Linked DNA regions of Mus musculus: region 1 is linked to region 2. The links are chromatin contacts, called in public Hi-C maps. All regions are on one chromosome and are shown on one strand. Each heading gives the region's core, a stretch centred on a gene start, on an enhancer-like site or on the middle of the called end of the contact. The rest is flanking DNA. Distances are from core to core; before and after follow the strand shown. Region 1 overlaps Scfd2 (Sec1 family domain containing 2). Region 2 has its middle 40 kb from the start of 1700019F05Rik.

The links. Hi-C and Micro-C count contacts between places; a contact is called where the count stands out from the background.
Region 1: a contact with region 2 is called in a Hi-C map of cortical neurons, with 4 times the contacts expected there. The contact joins two enhancer-like sites. A contact is called at or near these places in 4 of 15 datasets of contacts at CTCF or cohesin (the NIH/3T3 cell line, embryonic stem cells, pro-B cells and 1 more), 49 of 484 Hi-C or Micro-C datasets (the 4T1 cell line, B cells, the Ba/F3 cell line and 37 more) and 10 of 115 datasets of contacts at active chromatin or transcription factors (the NIH/3T3 cell line, T-cell acute lymphoblastic leukemia, a beta-TC-6 cell line and 4 more).

Annotation. Positions count from the first base shown.
Region 1 is chr5:74,275,574-74,278,881 of GRCm38.p6, reverse strand. All of the region lies in intron 5 of Scfd2 (Sec1 family domain containing 2), which reads left to right. Among named protein-coding and RNA genes, the nearest start is that of Gm32064, 39 kb to the left of the region's middle. Within about 2 kb of position 1,396, at least 58 of the 459 cell types and tissues checked have an H3K27ac peak or open chromatin away from gene starts, as enhancers often do. A contact at or near this core is called in cortical neurons, where this site is marked.
Region 2 is chr5:73,870,642-73,874,458 of GRCm38.p6, reverse strand. No RefSeq gene overlaps it. Among named protein-coding and RNA genes, the nearest start is that of 1700019F05Rik, 40 kb to the left of the region's middle. Within about 2 kb of position 1,373, at least 6 of the 459 cell types and tissues checked have an H3K27ac peak or open chromatin away from gene starts, as enhancers often do. A contact at or near this core is called in cortical neurons, where this site is marked.

The DNA of each region.
Region 1 (3,308 bases), core at 147-2,646, 400 kb before region 2:
GTACAAGGCTCATGGTAAGAGCTTTTACCTTGCACTCTACTGACTAAGGTCATTCTGCTACTGCCACTCCCTCTCACGACCCTCCGTGAGAAAACAGAAGCACACGATAGTTTGCCAATGTTACCAAGCTCAGGCAGGACCTCAACTACTTGTCCCCAGAGTCCATGCCAAAACCTCTCTGCACCGTCTCTGGAGGCCCACTTCCCTGTAAATGCTCACTCATCCCTGATAGCCACATGGAGGGGCTTTTCATTCCAGTGGCCCGCTGACTGATCTGACTCAGCCCAGCTCTGTTGTAAGTCCCTGGGCTCTGTGTGTCCACTATGTGCTGCAGTCGCCCTTACCTGGCTGAACCAGTGAGTACCAGGGTTGCTGTAGTCCTGGGCAGCGCTTGCTGAGTTCAGAGATGCTACTTTTTATGTAAAAGAAGATTGACATGGATGAAGAGTCTACAGACAGGCAAAGGACAGCCTCAATTGTATATGACTGTCCTGTGGCTATTGCTGCCACCTCCTCCTCCTCTTCCTCCTCTTCTTCCTCCTCCTCCTCCTCTTCCTCCTCTTCCTCTTCCTCCTCTTCTTCCTCTTCCTCCCCCCCTCCTAACCAGTTCTGTCCACCAGTGTGACACAGCAGGTGTGTGTTCTGAGTGTAAGGAGCCCAGCACACTGCTGCCTCTTTCTCAGAATGCCTTTTAAGTCCAAGCTTGTACCTGAGTATGACCAGAGAAAGTCCATTGTCCTTCCCATTCATTTCCACTATTTTTGTGTTGTCTTCAGCCCCAGGCTCCCAGCTATTCATATTTTCTTGAATTGTGCTGTCACCCCATTGTTGTCACTAGAGACTAACTTTTGCTTCAGTGACACAGCTCTTCCATAAAGAGCCTTAAGAAACCTGTCAGGCCTCACTCACTGCATTCTTGACTCCAGCCAGCAGAGGGCTCTGCTCACCATAGTCTCTCCCTGGACTCAAGCACTCAGGCAGGGCAGGGCATCTGAAATTGCTGCAGCTCCATTGCTGCAGCTCCAGAGAAGAGCCACAAATTACAGACCGGCTGTTAACACTCTTCCTGGAAGGAGTGCCCGTGACCTCGGCTTGCTTTCCACCAGGCAGAAGTAGTCAGACCACAGCCAAGTTCATGGTTTGTTATACATACACACAGCATCCTGTGTGCCTGAAAGACAAAACGGAATATTTGAAAATGGCCTTTATAAATCCAAAAGTGTCATGTTCTATCATGAACTGTAATTCGCAAGCCATTTTCCTGCTCTTGGGTAGAAGCAGCAAGCTATGAGATTTAGAACTTACATTTGGATGGTTTTATGACATCACTCCAAGTAACAGTTGGTTGTCTGGACCTGAGATACCTAGTGTACGCAGTCCCCCCACCTCTCTCTTGCATAGATATGCACGCACACACCCACACACAGTCTGCTGCCAGTCCCTATAGCAGCTGCTCCATCCTCACACTGCCTGGTTCTGTCTTACAGTGAAGCGACTGTAAATCAGACATCCTGTCACATCACTGCAGGGTCCTGACCACCTCTGTGGGAGCTTCCTGTTTCCCAGTGAAGAATGTATAAGAAGAGCATCTGTCTTCTAAGGCAGCCAGTCACAGCTGCACACATGCTAAACACATCCATGCACTCACAGCCGATCACCTGTTCGCCCTGCGGCGATGGAAGATCAGACGCTAAAGCTCCGCTGCGGGATGCAACCAAAAATACCTGTGTCCTCGGCTTTGCATGTTTTTCCGTTGAGCTTGTCATCTTAGGCACCAGCCTCCTCCCTACCCAGCCATCAACTCTTCGTCTGTCACAGAGAATGTCTTTTGCACCCAACACCTAAAATGCCAACCGTCCCCTCTGCACAGCCAAACATCAGCATTCACACCCTTATGACATTTGTGCTGCTCTTAGTGCAGTGGTGGTGTTTCCCAACTATAAAATGTCTTCCGTTACTCCAAGTCAAAGGAATATGGTGGTGTAGACATTGAATTATCGTGTACTTTCAACAAAGTAAAATGTTAGTTGTCTTGGATCATTGTGTTTAGCTAAAACATAATGACTGAAAAGACTAGCCGAAGTTAAGTTGAAACTACAAAGTAGATCCCTACTGGGGTATGATGAAAAGAAGGGAAGGGCTAGGCTCATGCCAACCAGCCAAGAAGCGATGAGGAACAGGAGCCTCCAAGCTCAGACATGGCTCAGAGATGCTGGGTACCACGAGGCTCAAACAGTGCAGTGGAGAGAGAGGCCAAGAGGAAACAGCCTCAGCTGTAGTTCAGCGAAGAAATGTGTTTACTTGTGGGTGTATGGGGAGTAACAGCTACCCCGCAGAAGGAGAGCTAGCACAGGCAGGAACTGAGCGGTACCACAGCATGTCTGGGACTTCAGAGGTTCTAATTCCGGGACTGCCTGTGGTAACTGTAGTCCCTTTGAAAGTCACCGCACGCACCTTCCAAGACTGTGAGGCTCTGTAAATCGGAGTCGCATAAGCTATTCTGTGCCTCGTAAGGAAGTCACGAAAGTGAAGTAAGATGTATAAAACTGCCCAGGACAGGGACTGCCAGTAGTTAGGCTTTGTAAAATGTGTCCTAAAGAGTCGTAGATTTCAGGTGCTGAGGATTTGGGGATGAGGTCCCAGGACTACAAACTGACTGGGCCAGGGCTCACTGCAATGGAGAGCTGATGAGAATCAAGCATGAAGCACAGTTGGCCTGGGAAGTGACATCGGTTCCTTTGTAACAAGGTTGAGGATGCTGACTATAGACAACACAGGGAGCCTTGAACACATTGTGCTGGTCACAAAAGGACAAAACACTGTATGGTTGTACACATGCCAGGTACCCAGAGTACTCAGGCTCATAGAGATACAGCACAGATTGACAGGGGCTTGGGGTGGGAGGGTGGGAAGTTCTTGTTTTATGAATAGAGAGTTTCGGTTTTTGCAAACTTTGTCTCTTCAGACAGTGCTAATGGCTACATAATAGTGGGATGTACTTACTGCAATGAATCAACTGCACACTGTGGCCGCTCCCCTAGCCCCGAACTGGGGTTTAATACAGGACATCTACATGCTAGAGAAGCCCTCAACCCTTAAGCTAAGGCATTTTAAGAGAGCTAATTTCAGTGTTTAAAAGGCATTCTGTATGAGGTGTATGGTCCCAGTGTGCTGTGCCGTGTGGATGTCAGATGTGAACAGTAAGGAAAAGGGCATACAGAAAGATATGAGAAACCCTGTGATAGCTTCAGACTTTAAATCTTTACCAATTCCTGGCAAACAAAAATTATTATTCTTTTTTTTTTTTT
Region 2 (3,817 bases), core at 124-2,623:
TAAACACAAAAGGAAACCAGAAGAGGCCACTTGAATAACCCCATTCATTTCTCTCTGCTTTGGATCTGCAGAATACAGCACAACCAGCCAGCTCCTATTTCTCCTGTCATGTATTCCCCACCATAACAGTCAATAACCCCTCAAACATAATAATAAATCCTTTTCTTAACTTGCTTTTTATCATGCATTTTGTCATAGCAATAAGAAATATAACTAGTAAAAGATTAACATATGATGGTCAAGAAACATGGATTGTCCACAGAGAGACTAGCAAAGAGTTTTACTGCGGGGTACAAAGGTACTTAGAAAGGTGAGTTAGTCTTTAATGGCAAATTGATAGGAGGAGGATGGAGGAATTGATAACTTATAATCTATTTCTTTCTAGAACTCCCAGTCTCAAGCTTCTGGAGAGAAGAGAGTGGATGACTTAGATAAGAACAAGGTTCCTTAGCCTTACTGGCACAACTGATATTTCAAGCTATATAGTTCTTTGAGGATGAGGCTGTCCTGTGCATTTTATAATGGTCAGCATCACCCCTGGCTTCTCCGTAGGTAACAGTGACATCTCCTCTAAGTTTTGACACTGGGAATTGTTGCCAAATCTTATCTCATATTCCTTGGGATGGGGCTTGGGGAGCAGAATGGCCCTAATTGAAAACAGCATCAAGCAGATGTATCTTTGTTTACTTCTTCTCACACAGAATTAAGTATAGAGTTTTATATGTCATGGCTCTTTGACCAATATGATAATACATCTTTTGAACCCAGAGTGTCTTTTTAATTAGCAAACAGTCCTGTCCTGGCTTGGAGTGATATTACAAAAAGCAGACAGTGAACGTTAATTACCCTAACATTTTTTTTTATTCTTCATTTCAAACTGTCTGTTTCTTCAGTAAGCATCATGTGTTTTAACAGGCATTAAGTATACACTAAGTGTCTTAAGGTAAAACCCAAGTCACCATTAAGAAATAAAACACATGGACATCCACACAGAATAAACATGATTTCTGAATGTCCCTTCTTTTTCTTTCACCTCTGTGACCTAACCTACTAAAAATAGTTTATTTACTTCAGACACCCCTGTGGTCCATCTGGAGAAAACATCAGTCAAGCCTCTCCGTTTTTCTCGGCTAAATGTATGCTTCTCACACATCTGGTGTCTAAAGCATATGGATCCCTCTTTAATCAATGGCTTAGAATAGCGTCAGTGTGAGCACCTGTCAGAGGACCCATCCAAGAATTGATTGCAGCCCAAGATTTGCCAAAAGTGTGATCAAGACATCTGATTTCTCAGACAAGCCGTCTAAGTGGGGTATTGACTTTCCCTTTCTCAAGGCTCTGCACAAAGTCAGCTCATCAGGAAGCCATGGGTTTGGCCCAGTCTCTATTATTATTCAGACATCTCATAGAAACGCTTTGGGCAGCAATTTTGCTCTTTCTCTCTGAAGAGTGAAATACATGACACAACCATCTGTGAGAAAAAGAGCTGTCTTTGTAAATTCATAGCCAAAGATGCTGTGGATTACAATCCGGTGTCGAGTTCTAAGAAGGAGTTGGAGTCTGGTTCCAGCAGAGAGGCAGGAGAAGCCAGAATGCATCTTCAGACCAAGTATGGGCCAGTGCCCAACGCAGCACCATGAGTGCCAGAGGGAAGGTTTCATGTCTCCTTAGGCTTCCAGGATGTCATGACTAATGGGTTGCCAAGGAAAGAAATGCTCTCTAGAATAAGAAGAGGTGCTGTCATCTGTGATCTAGAGAAATATATTCATGCTATGGTTTTCTTGACACGTCCCACATGTTTTTTGGACATGTTAAACATAGGGAGAAAGGAAAGACATCTAACTATTAATGAGGTGGGCAACCCAAGGCATTTAACTTGAACAGAGAGGTAGAAAGCAAGTAGACAATGGACAGATCATGTGGAAAATGAGAACTCTGACTCAATCAGCAGTGTCCAGCCATGGGGATCCAGTTCATCATCTATAATGGCCATCTTAGGAAGCCAGTCAGTTATGCCAGACTTGTAGGAAGCAGGATGCCACTTCTAACAGCAATCCAGGAAGCTAAACTAGTTCACCCAATGAGAACAGTCTTAACTGGCTTAGACTTGATGAGTAAGGGACACCTTCCATAATGCTGTTGCTTCCAACTTAGGGCAACCAGAGAAAGCCCAAGGTACATACCAACCAATTACAAGAAGGGGTGCTCGACTTAGCTGCTCACCTACAGCTTGGTTTGGACCAATGCACTCAGGCAGGACACACCTGAAGCCTCCTGCCTTCTGCTATGGGGCTTTTCTCCACATCTGCCTGCCTCTGCTGAAAACCAGCAATAGTGGCAACTTCCCCATTGTGGCAACCTTAGAATCTGTTGATTTTCATTTGACAGGTCTTCATTTTCGTGTGTATATGGTAAGTAATGTAATGTAACCTTGAACTCCAAGCTACTAAAACACGGTAGGATACACGTGGAAAGGGGTGTGTGTGTGTGTGTGTATGTGTGTGTGTGTGTGTGTGTGTGTGTGTGTGTGTTTGTATATGTGAGATATTCCTACCTTGCTTGCCTGTGCACTGAGGTTTTTTTTTTTTTAAACCTGGAAGGATTCTATTCTCTTCTTCCCTCTCTATAATAATCCCTTCCAGGTTCCTGCTTCTGAAGAGTCTTCCCTGCCTCACAGATGCAAAATCCCAGGGAATCCCATCATTGTTCCTGTTGGGATGCCCATAGCAGCAATATCCATAGGAAATAAAAGAGCATTTTTTTTTTGAGCAATGTCAATATTCCTTGCATATGCCATCTCACCAAGTCTTCCCTCTGCTTTGAGGTAGGACTTCCTCTGTCTGTGGCACAGATGGTGAAAACAAGAGATTTGTGCAGATAGAGTTCAAGATGTGTCTTTCCTTCCTGGTTAGGTGTTTGAGCCCCACGGATATATTGTTTTTTATACCTTTTAGTTTTTGTGCAGAGCAGTTGCTGGATTAATAGAAGAGAGTTCATAAAGGCTTGGTGAGTGAATAACTAGCAATTGGGTTTCCATGAGGTAGGAAAACTGAATTCATTTATAAGCTTATCCTGGCCTAGGGACTAATTCTACAGTGTAGACCAGATGCCTCTTATAGATATTAGGGTTAGAAGGCAAACATTTTCTCCCACCCAAAGTCAATTTCTCTGGACAGGAAATCAATCACCATAGAGCCCCAGGTGGAAGTTTTGGCTGTTTATAGCGCTGGCTGCGTAGGTCTGAGGTTTTGATGCAGATGAGTCATGTAGAAAGATTTATCGGTCAGCAGCCATGGTCTCCTGCCTCAAGAGAGAAGCATGTCCGGGGGTAATCTACAACTCATGCCTAAGTAACGGGAGAAGAAAACATTTGGTAAGTGGTGTGTATGATGGAGGTGCCATCTCATTCAGCTTAGGGGAGTTCTACATCTATGGTGCTTTGGGCTTACTCAATTATTTTAAACACTTTTTTTTTAAATGGACAGTTGTCATAGCAACATCAAGAGCAAATATTTTGAAGGGGGAAAAAAATCTTTCCCCTTTGCTCATCATCTGCCCATGCTTTTTCATCCATCCATAAACATCTTATATACAACCATAGCGAAGCATTTACCTTGTAGTGTGTCTTTCCATGCCACCTCGGAAGCATTTTTTTTTTTAATGTAAAAGCTTTCTATTTAAAATGCTCAAAATGCCCACACAACATTCTACGCCATGTGAACCAATTCCCCCATGATTGTGCAGTCATTGCGTTCTTGTGTTTTTATTGTATTTAGGTCACATTGCAGAAAGCCACTTCTCCCATATGGAGAATCTG